Linked DNA regions of Sus scrofa: region 2 is linked to region 1. Evidence: chromatin contacts called from public Hi-C data. All regions are on one chromosome and are shown on one strand. Each heading gives the region's core, a stretch centred on a gene start, on an enhancer-like site or on the middle of the called end of the contact. The rest is flanking DNA. Distances are from core to core; before and after follow the strand shown.

The links. A called contact is a pair of places that touch in the nucleus more often than the background predicts.
Region 2: a contact with region 1 is called in a Hi-C map of embryonic fibroblasts, with 2.6 times the contacts expected there. The contact joins two enhancer-like sites. A contact is called at or near these places in 1 of 5 promoter capture datasets (liver), 9 of 47 Hi-C or Micro-C datasets (alveolar macrophages, embryonic fibroblasts, liver and 4 more) and 2 of 2 datasets of contacts at active chromatin or transcription factors (alveolar macrophages and skeletal muscle).

What each region holds. Positions count from the first base shown.
Region 1 is chr1:165,780,156-165,787,304 of Sscrofa11.1, forward strand. No RefSeq gene overlaps it. Among named protein-coding and RNA genes, the nearest start is that of SKOR1, 30 kb to the left of the region's middle. Within about 2 kb of position 2,511, at least 54 of the 83 cell types and tissues checked have an H3K27ac peak or open chromatin away from gene starts, as enhancers often do. A contact at or near this core is called in embryonic fibroblasts, where this site is marked.
Region 2 is chr1:166,032,449-166,039,597 of Sscrofa11.1, forward strand. It overlaps PIAS1 (E3 SUMO-protein ligase PIAS1), which reads left to right. Exons shown (of 14, transcript XM_003121749.6): 3 at 836-920; 4 at 1,172-1,219; 5 at 4,505-4,595; 6 at 5,237-5,371. Among named protein-coding and RNA genes, the nearest start is that of CALML4, 64 kb to the right of the region's middle. Within about 2 kb of position 4,738, at least 1 of the 83 cell types and tissues checked has an H3K27ac peak or open chromatin away from gene starts, as enhancers often do. A contact at or near this core is called in embryonic fibroblasts, where this site is marked.

The DNA.
Region 1 (7,149 bases), core at 1,261-3,760:
CAGTGGGTTAAGGCTCCAGCATTGCCACAAGCTGTGGCCTAGGTTGCAGACATGGCTCAGATCTGTCATGGCTGCGGCTGTGGCGTAGGCCAGCAGCTGCAGCTCTTATTTGACCCCTAGCCTGGGAACCTCCATATGCCACAGGTGCAGCCCTAAAAAGCAAGCAAGCAAACAAACAAAACCACCAAAAAACAAAAAACAAACCCAAACTTTATTTATGGGCGTTCCCGTTGTGGCTCAGTGGGTTAAGAATCTGACGAGTATCCATGAGGATGTGGGTTCAATCTGTGGCCTCACTCAATGGGTTAAGGATGTAACATTGCCATGAGCTGTGGTGTAGGTCCCAGATGCGGCTCGGATACGATGTTGCTATGGCTGTAGCATAGGTTGGCAGCTGGAGATATGATTCAGCCCCTAGCCTGGGAACTTCCTATGCTGCAGGTGCAGCCCTAAAAAGAAAAAACAAAACAAACACCCCAAACTTTATTTATGGACACTGAAATTTGAATTTTATATAATTTCCATGTCTTGCTATATTCTTCTCCTTTCGGTGTTTTTCATATAAGAACATAAATGCCATTCTGAGCTCGCAGACCAAGCAGAAACAGGCTGCAAAGGGCCAGTTTTGGCCAACCGCTCTCACTCTCGTAGGGCGTGAACCCTCAGGCTAGGAAGGAAGGTCGTTGTCAAAGAGGCTGGGCAGCTGGGCCAGTGGGTCAGGGGTACTGCTGGGACCACAGTCCAGATTGTCACAGGGGAGTCCCCTTCTCTCCAGTCCTTTAGACTGCCCTCTTCAGTCAGCACCCTCCTGCAGACGAAGCCCAGGACCCACAAGAGGGCGCAAGTGCTTGGAGGGGATGACACTTCTAGCCTGGGTTTCCAAACTGTAGCCTCAGACCACCTGGATGCAGCTGCTCCTGATACTTCTACAGGCAGCTGCCCTGTCCCAGCCCCTGCCAGAAGCCAATCATTTAACCCCACCCACCCCACCCCACCCTGAACAATCAAGGGCCTGGCTGGGCTGCGTACCAGAGGCTGGGCCAATCGCAGGCAGAGCACTCGGTGATTTGGGGCCTGGCTTGAAAATACAGGCTGGCCATGGAGAAGTGTCTTAAAAGACCCAGAGGAAGCTGCAGTCAGTGGTGGGCTCTACAGCTGGAGGTTGGGTAGATTCAAGGGCTGGGGTGGCCACAAGGGGCCAGGTGCCAGTTGAAGTCATGGGAGAGGAGAGACTGTGGGTGAAGGAGGAGCTGGGCAGGAAGAGAAACAGAGTGGGGGCCATAGAGAGAGACAGATAGACAGCCTGGCTGAGAGACATGGTAGCCGAATCCCACAACTGCCCTGGGCCTTCCCGAGACTTGACCAGGGGACCTCACTGTATTTTCACAGCCTCCACCCTGCCTTTCTAGGGGTAAATCCCAACACTTTTCCTGGGTGAGTCCAGCAGGTCACTGATACGCTCCATCAGACCAAAAGCCATGACTGAGCAGGTCATTTCTGCTGCTGGCTCAGTTCCTCTCTTGCACAGTAACTTTATGATTTTATGCTTAGAGGGAACTTTAAACTGCAGGTTGGGGACTCTTTGTTGTTTCGTATCAGCAGGTTGGAATCTTGTCTCACTACTAAAATCCACAGATGCATGACCTGGGCCTCGCTATGCTCACCTCTTAAGTAGTCTGTGCCATTTATTATGAGAGCGTTGAGTTTTATCTGAGTCCTGTGCTCTTGAAAGGCAGGGAGGAATAAGAAACTCCCCACCTCCTTAAGTTCTGGGGAAACAGGACCTCCTTGCTCTCGCATATGCCAAGAAAACAACCCATGTACCTCCTTTGTTGCTATTCCCATGAGACTGGCTGATGACTCCCTGGTCACCTGCCTCTCTGAAACCTTAGGCGACTTCCTTTTCTTTAAGACATTTGGGGAGTTCCCATCGTGGCTCAGTGGTTAATGAATCCGACTAGGAACAATGAGGTTGAGGGTTCGATCCTGGCCTTGCTTAGTGGGGTAAGGATCCGGCGTTGCCATGAGCCATGGTGTAGGTTGCAGACGCAGCTCAGATCGGGTGTTGCTGTGGCTCTGGCGTGGGCCAGCAGCTACAGCTCCGATTAGACCCCTAGCCTGAGAATCTCCATATACCACGGGAGTGACCCTAGAAAAGACAAAAAAAAAAAAAACCCAAAAAACAACAAAAAAAAAACCCACCAGACATTTGGTGTTCATGCCCCTTCTCCCTATTCCAATAACTGGAATAAACTCTTCATTGCCTAGGGCTTTTTGCTTTAACGATTACCATAAATTGTAATCATCCACTGGGTGAGACATCTGGAGTCCCAGGTTCCAGTCCTGGTTCACCTAGGCCTGACCTCCCCTTTCCGGCACGTTTCAGTTTTGGTTGGAACTGGCTAAGGGCTCTTTAGTTTCAGGACGTGTGAATGGCAACTCAATCCCTACAGCCCACAGCCCCTGCGCGAGGAGGCGGGGCCTATCAAGCAGCTGTAACATGTGCACGCCGCCACCAGGGGGCGGCGGCTCCGCAGGAGAAGGCCCTCGCCTCTGCTCTGGCTCGCTCTTGCAGAGCCTTTAAAATCCACTTTGGAGGTGGACGCAAGGCAGCGTTTTGAGCCCTCTAGTGCTTTCCTCTGCTACACGCCGCTGCACTCTAGGCATTTGTTTTTTTGCTTCCACCTCCAGAGATTCCTCCTCCGCAGATGCCAGTCAGAAGACTCTCGAGTCAGCCCAAGCGGGGTTCACAAGTCAGTTTCGAGCTTCTAGGTTTCTAGAGCTTGCCTGGAGACCACGTCCCTTCCCTTCGCGCGGCCCTCCAGCCTCCTTTTCTACTTAAGTTGAAGAATCTCTCCGGCTGCAGGGAAATGGAGAGGCAGAAGGGAGGAGCCTGAAGAGGACTGATTTAGGGGCAGCACTTAACCAACCGGTCACAGCCGTCAGCATTTGTAGCATCGCGGTGTCCCCGTAAACTGGGCAAGGCAAGAGCTGTAACGGCCATCTGAAGGATGGGGAAACAGACTCTCAGAGAGCAAAAGTGGTTAGCCTCTGGTCACACAGCTAGTAAATGGCTTCTGCCAGAACGCAGTTCTCCAGGTCCTAAACCCGGAGCCCTTGGGGTGGGTGGCCAGGACCAGAGATGGTTCACCACTTGGAAAGGGGCCCTGGACATCCCTCAGGACAGAAACCAAAGTGCAGCCTCCCAAAAGGACCCAGATTAGCGAGTTTTAAGTATTGACATGGTAAGATGATCACGTTTGCTTTTTCAAGTGTATATGTCTACATTCGCAATGGAAAAGCAAATATAAATACCAAAGCCAAATACGAATTAAAGGCAAATATTAAACAGCCAGACTGTCCACAGTGGACTCTCTCTGTGGTTGGAATAGCAGTAGTGGGTGGAGAGTTTTCATTTTCTCTGTATTGTTCCGATTCTTCAGTCCTCACATATATAAACTAGAAAGGAGAAGAAAAATTCGATATTTCTGTTGGACAAAAAAAAATAATACCTCCTTGTTAAAGAGTTGGAAAATAAAAAAGAGCATGAAGAAAATAAAATTCATCAGTTACCCTTGTTCTTCTTCCCTGTAGACATTGATGTTTTTCTTTCTAACTGGTTTCTTTCTTTACCTAACATGAATAACAGTGTTAATTGCAGAAGAATGTTGTGAAGATTGAGTGAGAGGCTGTATATAATAGCTAACATTCCAGAAGCGTTAGCCATTTTTATATATAACAAAATCTGCCCCGTACTGTATGTATTTTTTATACGCTGCTGTTTTCACTTATAACGTTGTTTCCCATGTTGGCTCTTCTTTAAGAATATTTTTAGTGACTGCACAAAATTTCATTATATTTAAGTAAACTTTATTGAACCTATCCCTGAATGTTGAAACTTTAGATTGTTTCCAATTTTTGCTGTTAAAATAACAGTGAGATTAACATCTTTAAACATCTCTCCTTGTCAGCATTTCTGATTACTTCCTTAGATGGATTTCTGGAGGTAGGATTACTGGGACAAAGGGTGCAAATATTTTTCAGGCTTTTGATTCAGTTTACCAAAGTCCTTCCCAGAAAAATCTTGCCAGTTTACACTCCCACCTGCAGTGCGTGAGAATGCCTGTCCCAAAGCACACAAAGGAGGGATTTTTTGGGGATGGGTGAGATTCAATTATGTTGCTGGAATGAGGAGAAGGATCCCTGTGGGGAGGGAGGGTTTAAATTTCAAGAGAGGAGTTCCTGTCATGGCTCAGTGGAAATGAATCTGACTAGCATCCATGAGGATGCAGGTTCGATCCCTGGCCTCGCTCAGTGAGTTAAGGATCCAGTGTTGCCATGAGCTGTGGTGTAGGTCGCAGATGCGGATCAGATCTGACGTTGCTGTGGCTCTGGCGTAGGCTGGCAGCTACAGCTCTGATTAGACCCCTAGCCTGGGAACCTCCATATGCCACAGGTGCAGCCCTAAAAAGATTAATAAAGAAAAGAAAAGAAAATTTCAGGAGAGAGAGAGGACGTCTAAAGGACCAAGGTCCCTGGGAGAAAAGGATGGTGTTTTGAAGCACATTTATAGGAATTGTCTTAGATTTAAGAAGGGCCACCTCATTGTCAGAAAGAGCTGTGATTGGGTGTGGATAAACTGCCTGTAAGTGGGTAGGTGAGAGTCAAGATTGCTCAATAAAGTAGAGGCTGAGGAGTTCCCGTTGTGGTGTAGCAGAAACAAATCCCGGAGTTCCCGTTGTGGCGCGGTGGTTAACGAGTCCGACTAGGAACCATGGGGTTGCGGGTTCTATCCCTGGGGGTTGAGGATCCGGTGTTGCCGTGAACTGTGGTGTAGGTCGCAGAGGCGGCTCGGATCCCATGTTGCTGTGGCTGTGGCCTAGGCTGTAGGCTGCAGCTGCAGCTCTGATTCAACCCCTAGCCTGGGAACTTCTATATGCTGTGGGCATGGCCCTAAAAAGCAAAATGAAATAGAGACCGAGTCATCTATTCAAAGGTAAAAGGTGAGGAGTTCCCATTGTGGCTCAATGTGTTAAGAGCCCCACATTTGTCTGTGAGGATGCAGGTTCCATCCCTGGTCTCGCTTATTGGGTTAAGGATCTGGCATTGGGGCAAGCTGCAGCTTGGACCCTGCATTGCTGTGGCTGTGGCGTAGGCTGACAGCTGCAGCTCTGATTCAGCTCCTAGCCTGGGAACTTCCCTGTGCTATGGGTGTGACCCTAAAAAGAAAACAAACAAAAAACCCCCAAACAAGACAAAATAAAAAGAAACAACAGTAAAAGGTGAGGGCTAAGGAGGAGCCTCGAGGAAGGGCTAAGGGATTCTACCTTTTTACTCCCAGAGAGTAAAAAGTTGACAGTCTGATTGAAGCAGACAAGTTTGAGTGTGTGATGGTGCCATTCTTTTTTTTTCTTTTTTGGCCAAGGAGACATGCAGAGGCTTGATGTAGGATCCCCGTTCCCAGACCAGTGATTGAACCCTGGACCACAGCAGGGAAAGCACCAAATTCTAACCACTAGGCCACCAGGGAACTCCCTGATGGTACCGTTCTTGAGGGCTGTGTGTGCTTTACAGTGTGCAGGCACCTGGGGACAGAAAAAGTTGTACACTTATTAATTTAAACCAAGTCTTTCAAATCAGGTAGTAAACAGAAAAAAACAATGAGGCTGGAGGAGTCATAGTAGTAAAAGGTTTACAAACTTCTGGTGTTGTACCAAAATTTCAAGGAACAGTTAATTCCTATTTTCCAAAAAAAATTAGACATGAGCAAAAGCTGCCTAGGTCATTTTATGAGGCCAGTATAATCTTGGTTCCAAAATCAGTGAAAACAAAGCAATAATTGAAATGAATAGACTTGTTTCAGCTATACTGTAGATAAAAAAATCCTAAATAGGAGTTCCCGTTGTGGTGCAGTGGTTAACGAATCCTACTAGGAACCATGAGGTTGCGGGTTCGGTCCCTGCCCTTGCTCAGTGGGTTAACGATCTGGCATTGCCGTGAGCTGTGGTGTAGGTTGCAGAGCGGCTCGGATCCCACGTTGCTGTGGCTCTGGCATAGGCCGGTGGCTACAGCTCTGATTCGACCCCTAGCCTGGGAACCTCCATATGCCGCAGAAGCAGCCCAAAGAAATAGCAAAAAAAAAAACCTAAATAAAATAGCAGCTAACTAACCCAATCATATAACCCAGTTATATATTTTAAAAAATACATTTTGATCAAGTAGGATTTATCACAAGAAATTTCAGGTAGGCTCAATATCAGATATCTCTCCATTAATAAAGAACAAAAATCAGACAATTATCTCTATTGAAGAAAAAGCATTTTATTAAGTTCATTATTTATGATCCTGTAATAACTTAGCAAACTGGATGTAGGAGAGAAATTCTTTAAAAAAAATTTTTTTTAAATTATAGTTGATTTACAACATTCTGTCTATTATTGCTGTACAGCAAAGTGACCCAGTTATATATGTTCTTTTTCCCACATTATCCTCTATCATGTTCCATGATGGGTGATTAGATATAGTTCCCTGTGCTACACAGTAGGATCCCATTGCTTATCTACTCCAAATGCAATAATTTGCATCTACTAACCCCAAACTCCCAGTCCATTCCCCTCCCTCCTCCTCCCCCTTGGCAACCACAGATCTGTTCTCCAGGTCCATGAGTTTGTTTCTTTTCTGTAGATAAGTTCCTTTCTGCTCTATATTAGATTCTATATATAAGTGATATCATATGGTATTTGTCCTTCTCTTTCTGACTTAATTTAGTATGAGAGTCTCTAGTTCCATCCGTGATACTACAAATGGCATTATTTTGTTCTTTTTTATGGCTGAGAAGTATTCTACAGTGTACATGCACCACAACTTAATCCTTTCATCTGTCGATGGACATTTAATTTGTTTCTACATCTTGGCTATTGTGAGTAGTGCTGCTGTGAACATAGGGGTGCATGTATCTTTTTCAGTGAAAGTTTTGTATGGATATATGCCCAGGAGCTGGATCATCTGGTAGTTCTATATTTAGTTGTCTGAGATACCTCCATACTGTTTTCCATGGTGATTGTACCAATTTACATTCCCACCAAAAGGAGGGTTTCCTTTTCTCCACCCTCTCTTCAGCATTTGTTATTTGTAGACTTACTAATGATG
Region 2 (7,149 bases), core at 3,488-5,987, 250 kb after region 1:
AAGCCAATAGAACTATTGTTACTACTCACAACATCATTTTGTAGGAATCCCAGATCTATACTGACCTGTACTTTCCTGCCTCTTGCTTTTTTCTCTCTCCCTATCTCCACATTCCTCCTTCCCTTCTCTTTTTCTTAAAACTTTTCCCTCATTTGAGATAGTGACCACAGGCAAATTTTAAAGTCAAGCCATCTAAGCACTGGAGAAACTGTAAATGATATTTATTATATAAAATTTGCATGGTATAGTTAGATGGGAGATGATAAAATTCTTAATTTACCTTAAAAATCAAATGTCATCTCATCTGTGCAGATCCTCCTACTATTAAGTAAAATTCACATCATGTTTTTATATGTGTGCTTTTTATTTTTACTTTTTTTTTTTTTGTTTGTTTGTTTTGTTTGTTTGTTTGTCTTTTTGTCTTTTTGTCTTTTCTAGGGCCGCACCTCCAGCATATGGAGGTTCCCAGGCTAGAGGTCGAATCAGAGCTGTAGCCACCAGCCTACACACAGCTCACGGCAATGCCGGATCCTTAACCCACTGAGTGAGGGCAGGGATCAAACCCACAACCTCATGGTTCCTAGTCAGTTTCACTAACCACTGAGCCATGACAGGAGCTCCACAAGTGTGCTTTTTAGGTGCAAACATTTATATGATTAAATATTGGCACATTTCTTATTTTTCAGTGCCTTGTTATCTAAACTCTAGAATCTGTCCTAGTTAATTAAAGGCATGTGAATGGTTGGGGTTTTGGTTTTGGTTTGGGTTTTTTGCTGTTGTGTTTTCTGTTGATGAATTTGAAGGTAATTAAAAGTGTAATTATTTTCTTCTTTAGCATCAGACAACAGTCAGCGCTTTCGAGAAACCTGTTTTGCATTTGCCTTGACACCACAACAAGTGCAGCAAATCAGTAGTTCCATGTAAGTTGTCAAGTGTAACTTGAAGTTTGACCTTTGAATCCAGTTTTGTCTATAATAAGTGACTTTTTAAAACAGTGTATTGGGTATTAGTGTCATGCAAATATTAATATTATGTTACTATTATAGTGTTAGTTACCTTAAGAACAGTATCTCTGATAAATTTGAAATAGTTTCTGGAGTAACAGTGTCTTTGAATCAGCTTTCATGTGCTATCTTTAAAATAATTGTAGTTCTTACTCTGTCTTTTCTAGGGATATTTCTGGGACCAAATGTGACTTCACAGTGCAGGTCCAGTTAAGGTATAGTGTTGACTACAGGATATATATCCAAAGTTTAAAAGCTAACATTTCTTAAAAGATTTTTTTTTTTAACCTACCTAATTTTCAATAAGTATATTGAAAGTATTGGGTTTAGGCATTTGGGTGAGGGAAAACCTTTTCCTGTTATGAAATACCCTAATTATTATCTAATTTAGATTTTTATATTGCAGGTCATGTACCATATACTTAACCACATTCTTGATTTTTGTTGCCCTTGGTTGGTTTAGAAGCTCCAGCTAATGATATGTTTAAATATAGTGATCAGCTCTTCAGAAGTACCAAGTTTTATGAAAGCAAAGATCTTAACTGCATGAGTGGCAAACTACTGTACTATAGATAAGAAACTAGTACTTGAGTTAAGTTTACAGTGTCTTATGGATTAGCAAGAGCTAAAATAGCCTAATTTGCTTTGGTCTGTATTTTAAATAATTGATTTAAGTACTCTCTAATTTAGATTCCATGTGAGACATCTCTTCATAGTTTTGCAAAGACAAAAGGAAAATTTTCCAAGATGGTACTGCCCCATATTATTTCCTTTCTTAGCCCATTTCTTCTAAGAATATCTAAGAAATCTTTTATGTTAATAAGTCTGTTTCTCTTGCTTATGTAAATCATCTTATGCTGTTCTTTTTACTCAGTGACTATCCTTGTGTAAACCTAAGTGCCCCACACTGTTCTTGTTACAGTAGTTGTTTTCCTCAACAAGCTGTTTTCCCCATATAGTGGGAAGGATCAAACAGATGGCCCAGTCTCAGTAATCAGATACTAAGTGGTATGTACAGATTATAAATACACTAGGAGATCAGGAAAGAGATTAAAGCACCAGCTCAGTGCCTCTGTGTAAAGCTCTGATGTAGGCTTTAAAATAGTGTGATGAAAACTGAGAAAGCAGAGGAGAGATTGCTTTGGGTCTTGGTTTTAGAAGGCACCAATAAAGGTGTTTCTATGTAAAAGGTACTTTACTCTGTCAGGGAAGACTATGATAATGACTGAATAAATGAAAGGACTAGAATCCTGGGAGCATATAACTACCTGCTATCCTAATCATAAGTCTTTTTCTAAAACATGAAAACAATTTGGTTAGAATTAGATATTTTCTCTATTAGATTTCTAATCTATTTTTATTTAATCTGTTTTCTCTCCCCACTCCCATGAACTCCTATATAGAAACTTTCTGCTCTTGTTCCCCTTTTTAAAAATCCTTTTTTCTCTTTGGTTTATTAGGGTGGTTTTGATTTTCACTTTTTGTTTAATCGAAAGTCAACTTGTCATATACATTATTCTTCTTCTGTAGGTTCAGGCAGCCAGGTCCATTTTTAAAATTTATCACTGCATTGGCATAATTGATTTAAAACTTTATGAGAGTTCCCATTGTGGCTTAGCAGCTTAAGGACTCGACACTGTCTTTGTGAGGATGCAGATTCAGTCCCAGACCTCGCTCAGTGTGGTTAAGGATGTGATGTTGCTGCAAGCTATGGCGTAGCTCATAGATGCAGCTCAAACCCACTGTTGCCATGACTATGGTGTGGACAACAGCTGCAGCTCCACTGACCCCTAGCCTGAGACTTCCATGTGCTGTAGGTGCGGCCATTTAAAAACAACAACAACAACAAAAACCCAAAACTATGGCAGTCTCTTACTGTTGCACTGTAAAGAACTGGTCTGTAATAGAAGGTTTTGCTAGGGCTAGAGGTGATCCTATGAGCTTTGACATCTCTTTGCTAAGTACATTTTGAGGAAATCTTTTTAGATTAGTAAATCTCAACCTTTATATGGATCTTTAATCCCTTTGAAAATCTGATGGAGTATAGGTTGTTCCTCCTTAAAGATGATATACGTAGGTACCCATTAAATTTTACATAGCAAATTGTCCCATTTTGTGGACCTTCCCACACAGATTCCATGGCTGACAGATCAAGATGTTGAGAGAAGATGTTTGTACATGGTGACTTTCACAGAATTCAGAGATAGTATTGTTCTTAACATGTAACTCAAAGCTGCTGTGAACATTCTGTAAAGGTGGAATAATCCTCAGATTTATGTTAGTAATAAGGATGTAATTATTGAGTTGCAGGTTTGGTCCCTGGCCTTGCTCAGTGGGTTAAGGATCTGGTGTTGCTATGAGCTGTGGTGTAGGTTGCAGACACGGCTCTGATCCCACGTTGCTGTGGCTCTGGCGTAGGCCAATGGCTACAGCTCTGATTGGTAGGGCCTGGGAACCTCCATGTGCCATGGGAGCAGCTCAAGAAAATGCAAAAAAGACCAAAAAAAAAAAAAAATTTGTTTTAAATAGCAGTTAGTAATTTATTTCTTGATCTATGAGTAGAATGAAAATTTACAAATTATTTGGCTGTCCTTGGTTTTCCCAAAAGCTCAAGCATTTAATTTAGAAATAAATGTTTTCATAAGTTTCTTTTTTCTTTTTGCCATTTCTTGGGCCGCTTCCACAGCGTATGGAGGTTCCCAGGCTAGGGGTCGAATCAGAGCTGTAGCTGCCGGACTACCCCACAGCCACAGCAATGCCGGACCCAAGCCACGTCTGCGACCTACACCATGGTTCATGGCAACACTGGATCCTTAACCCACTGATCAAGGCCAGGGATCGAACCCACAACCTCATGGTTCCTAGTCGGATTCCTTAACCACTGAGCCATGACAGGAACTCCTTCAGGAGTTTCTAAAATAGTATTCTAAATACATGTGGATATAATACAAATAATGTTATTGTTCAGTATCTTCAGTTTGCAGGGTATAATGGAGTATCTGGGTTTAGTGAAAAGAATTTGATCCTATAGGTGGTCTTTAGCATTTTCAGCTCAGAACCAGAAAAAAAATGCTTCATAGACAAATAAATTTGAGATGCGCCAAATATTTCCCTATTAAAAAGTTATAGTGCTTATTAGCCCCACTCTAGGAAGTTCTATATTAAGGAAACTTGATTTTTTGATTCAGAATTTCTTAAATTTATTCATAGAGCGCCTCCCCTTCCTCCCTTAAAAAAAAACAGGCTTAAATAAATGATTGGAAATATTATAAACTACTTGGTAGTTGTGACTACTGAAACTCTACAGTGACAGAATTATTTATTTTGAACCTGTTCAAAAATGTTTTTTCATCTTGCGAAATGTCTAGTTTTAATAGGTTTTTTTTGTTTATTTGTTAATAAGTTTGTCCATCTCTAGATTAGCTATGGAACTGATAGCTCAAAAATATTAATAAGGCCATCTTTTAATAATGAAAATTAAACTTACCTTTATTGTTTAGGTTTTGTTTATCAGAAACCAGTTGTCCACAAGAAGATCACTTCCCACCCAATCTTTGTGTGAAAGTGAATACAAAACCTTGCAGCCTTCCAGTAAGTCCTAAAAGCTGTTTTTTAACTGCATTGACAGCATAGCTAGCAAATGTCATCACAGCTGTTGTTAATCATAGTTTTTCATTAAGAAAAACCTCTTTAGATATATATTCATGTGACTAAGTGAAACACTTGTATAATTAACAGCTGTGACATTAGCTATAGAGATAAAGTCTAGGACTTGGAGTTGGATGTGGTAGCTTTAGTGTTGTACTGAATTTTGGGAAGAAGAGATTATTTCAACAAAACCTCGGACATATTTGTGTGAATCTGGAAGCTTGTGGTAAAATAGAGATTTGAAGAATGCTGTGCCTTTAACAGAGGAATGGGGGTTGCTATTATTCATCTTTAAAATCGTTTTTAAATACTTACTCAACTCTTTTATGAATTCAGCTGGATTCTTAAATTTTAGAGAATTTTCAGTTCTATTGCCAATATTTTTCTCAGGCTTACTGTAAAGAAGCTATAGAGTTGTTTAGGGAAACATACAGGTAACTCTTCTAAATATTTACTTAGCTACTTTTAAATGAAAATACTCATATTTTCTAATATGTAGCTTGTAGGATTTTTTTTTTTTAAGGAATGGAAGTTGAAATGACTGTGGAAATATTAAGTAAAAATAAATTGTATCTCATCCTTAGGGTTATCTTCCACCTACTAAAAATGGTGTGGAACCAAAGCGACCCAGCCGACCAATTAATATCACCTCACTTGTCCGATTGTCCACAACTGTACCAAACACCATTGTTGTTTCATGGACTGCAGAAATTGGGAGAGTAAGTAAATTTTTATTTCTATCAGATTTTTGTATTATAAGGAAGGGTTAATCTCCAGGGCTACCTGAACTTTATAAAGAAGTGATATTATAAAATGAGTTACAAAAGGATTTATTTTTGTCTCATAATGAATTTTCAAAATTTCTCTTTAAAAAAAAATGGGATCTTGGAGTTCCCCTCATGGCTCAGTGGTAACTAACCCAACGAGGATCCATGAGGATGCAGGTCCCATCCCTGGCCTTGCTCAGTGAGTTAAGGATCTGGCATTGCCGTGAGCTTTGGTGTAGGTCATAGACGTGGCTCAGATCTGGCATTGCTGTGGCTGTGGTGTAGGCCAGCAGCTGCAATTCCAATTCAACTCCCAGCCTGGGAACTTCCATGTGCCGCACCTGCTGCCCTGAAAAGACACACACATACACAAAAGGGATCTAAAAAAGGTATCTGGCAGTATCCAGTATTTTATAACCTGATAACTCAGTCATTTTCATAAACACCATCCTATGTCATTTTGTATTCATCTGTATGATTTTTAAATGGCTACATCATATTACAATATGAGTATCCATAATTTAGCCTATTACCTAATGTTAACATTTATTTGGTTGATTCATTAATATTTCAAAGGACATTTTGAAGACTATCCTAGTAGTTAGAACTTTGCATACATACATGTTAATTTCCTTACAGCGAATACCCAGAAGTTGAATTGCTGCGTCAGAGTATGCAGAATTTAAAGAAATTTTGTGTACATTGGCAGATTGCCTTACCAGAAAATGTTGTACAAATTTATTCTCTGACTTTCAGTGTTTATTCACATGCCTGTTGACTGATAACACTGAGTTTTATTTTCTTTAACATCTCTACTAATTTTAATAGGTAAATAATGGTACCACATTGCTTTAATTATTACTCCTTTTATTATTACTGAGATTGAACATATTTGTGTTTGTGATTATTTACATTTTTAAATTATATCAATGTCTATTTCTCTAGTGCTGCTTTTAATTCTTATTGATTTATGAGTTCTTTATATATTGGTTTAACCCTCTTTCACATGTTACAAACTTGTTTCTAATTTGTTACCTCTTATTTTTATTTATATGATTATTTAATGTGTAGAAGGTTTAAATTATTATGGAGCCAAATCTTACTCAGTTTTGTTTCTCTGTAGTCTTTCCTCTCAACCCCCATCATGCTTAGGCAATCTGCCCTTCTCAGTCTTACATAAATATTTGTTTATATTTTTGTCTCTACTTTTCAGTTTTCTTATTTTACCTTTACATATTTAATCCATTGTAAATTTGTGTGTGGTAGGAAATAAAAATGTATTTTAATATTTCAAATAGCTAGTTCTAACACCATTAACTAAATAGATGCCAATTCAGAAGCTACCATTAATATATATTTGATTTTCATTTATCTTAGGTACGTTTCAGAACTTTTTTATATTGTTTCTTAGCCTAGCATTCTTTTGCTGGCACAGTTTCAGAATGGTTTTCATTATTACAGTTTTTGATATGAGCTCATGTTATGTTCACTAACTCATAAGTACTATAGAGGAAAGGTATATGGTGGTTTTAAAGCATATTAAAGGGCACTTTGAACCAGAGAAAGGTCAGGCAGGGTTTCCCTGAGGAAGTAATGACTGAGCTAGGAGCTGAGAGAAGGGTGGAAGGAATCAGTTAGGTGAAGTTCAGAGGAAAACAACCTTCAGAATAACCCACTGGCAGGAGTGAGCCTAGTTCTTTTTAAGAAAATGAAAGGGAACAAGTATGGGC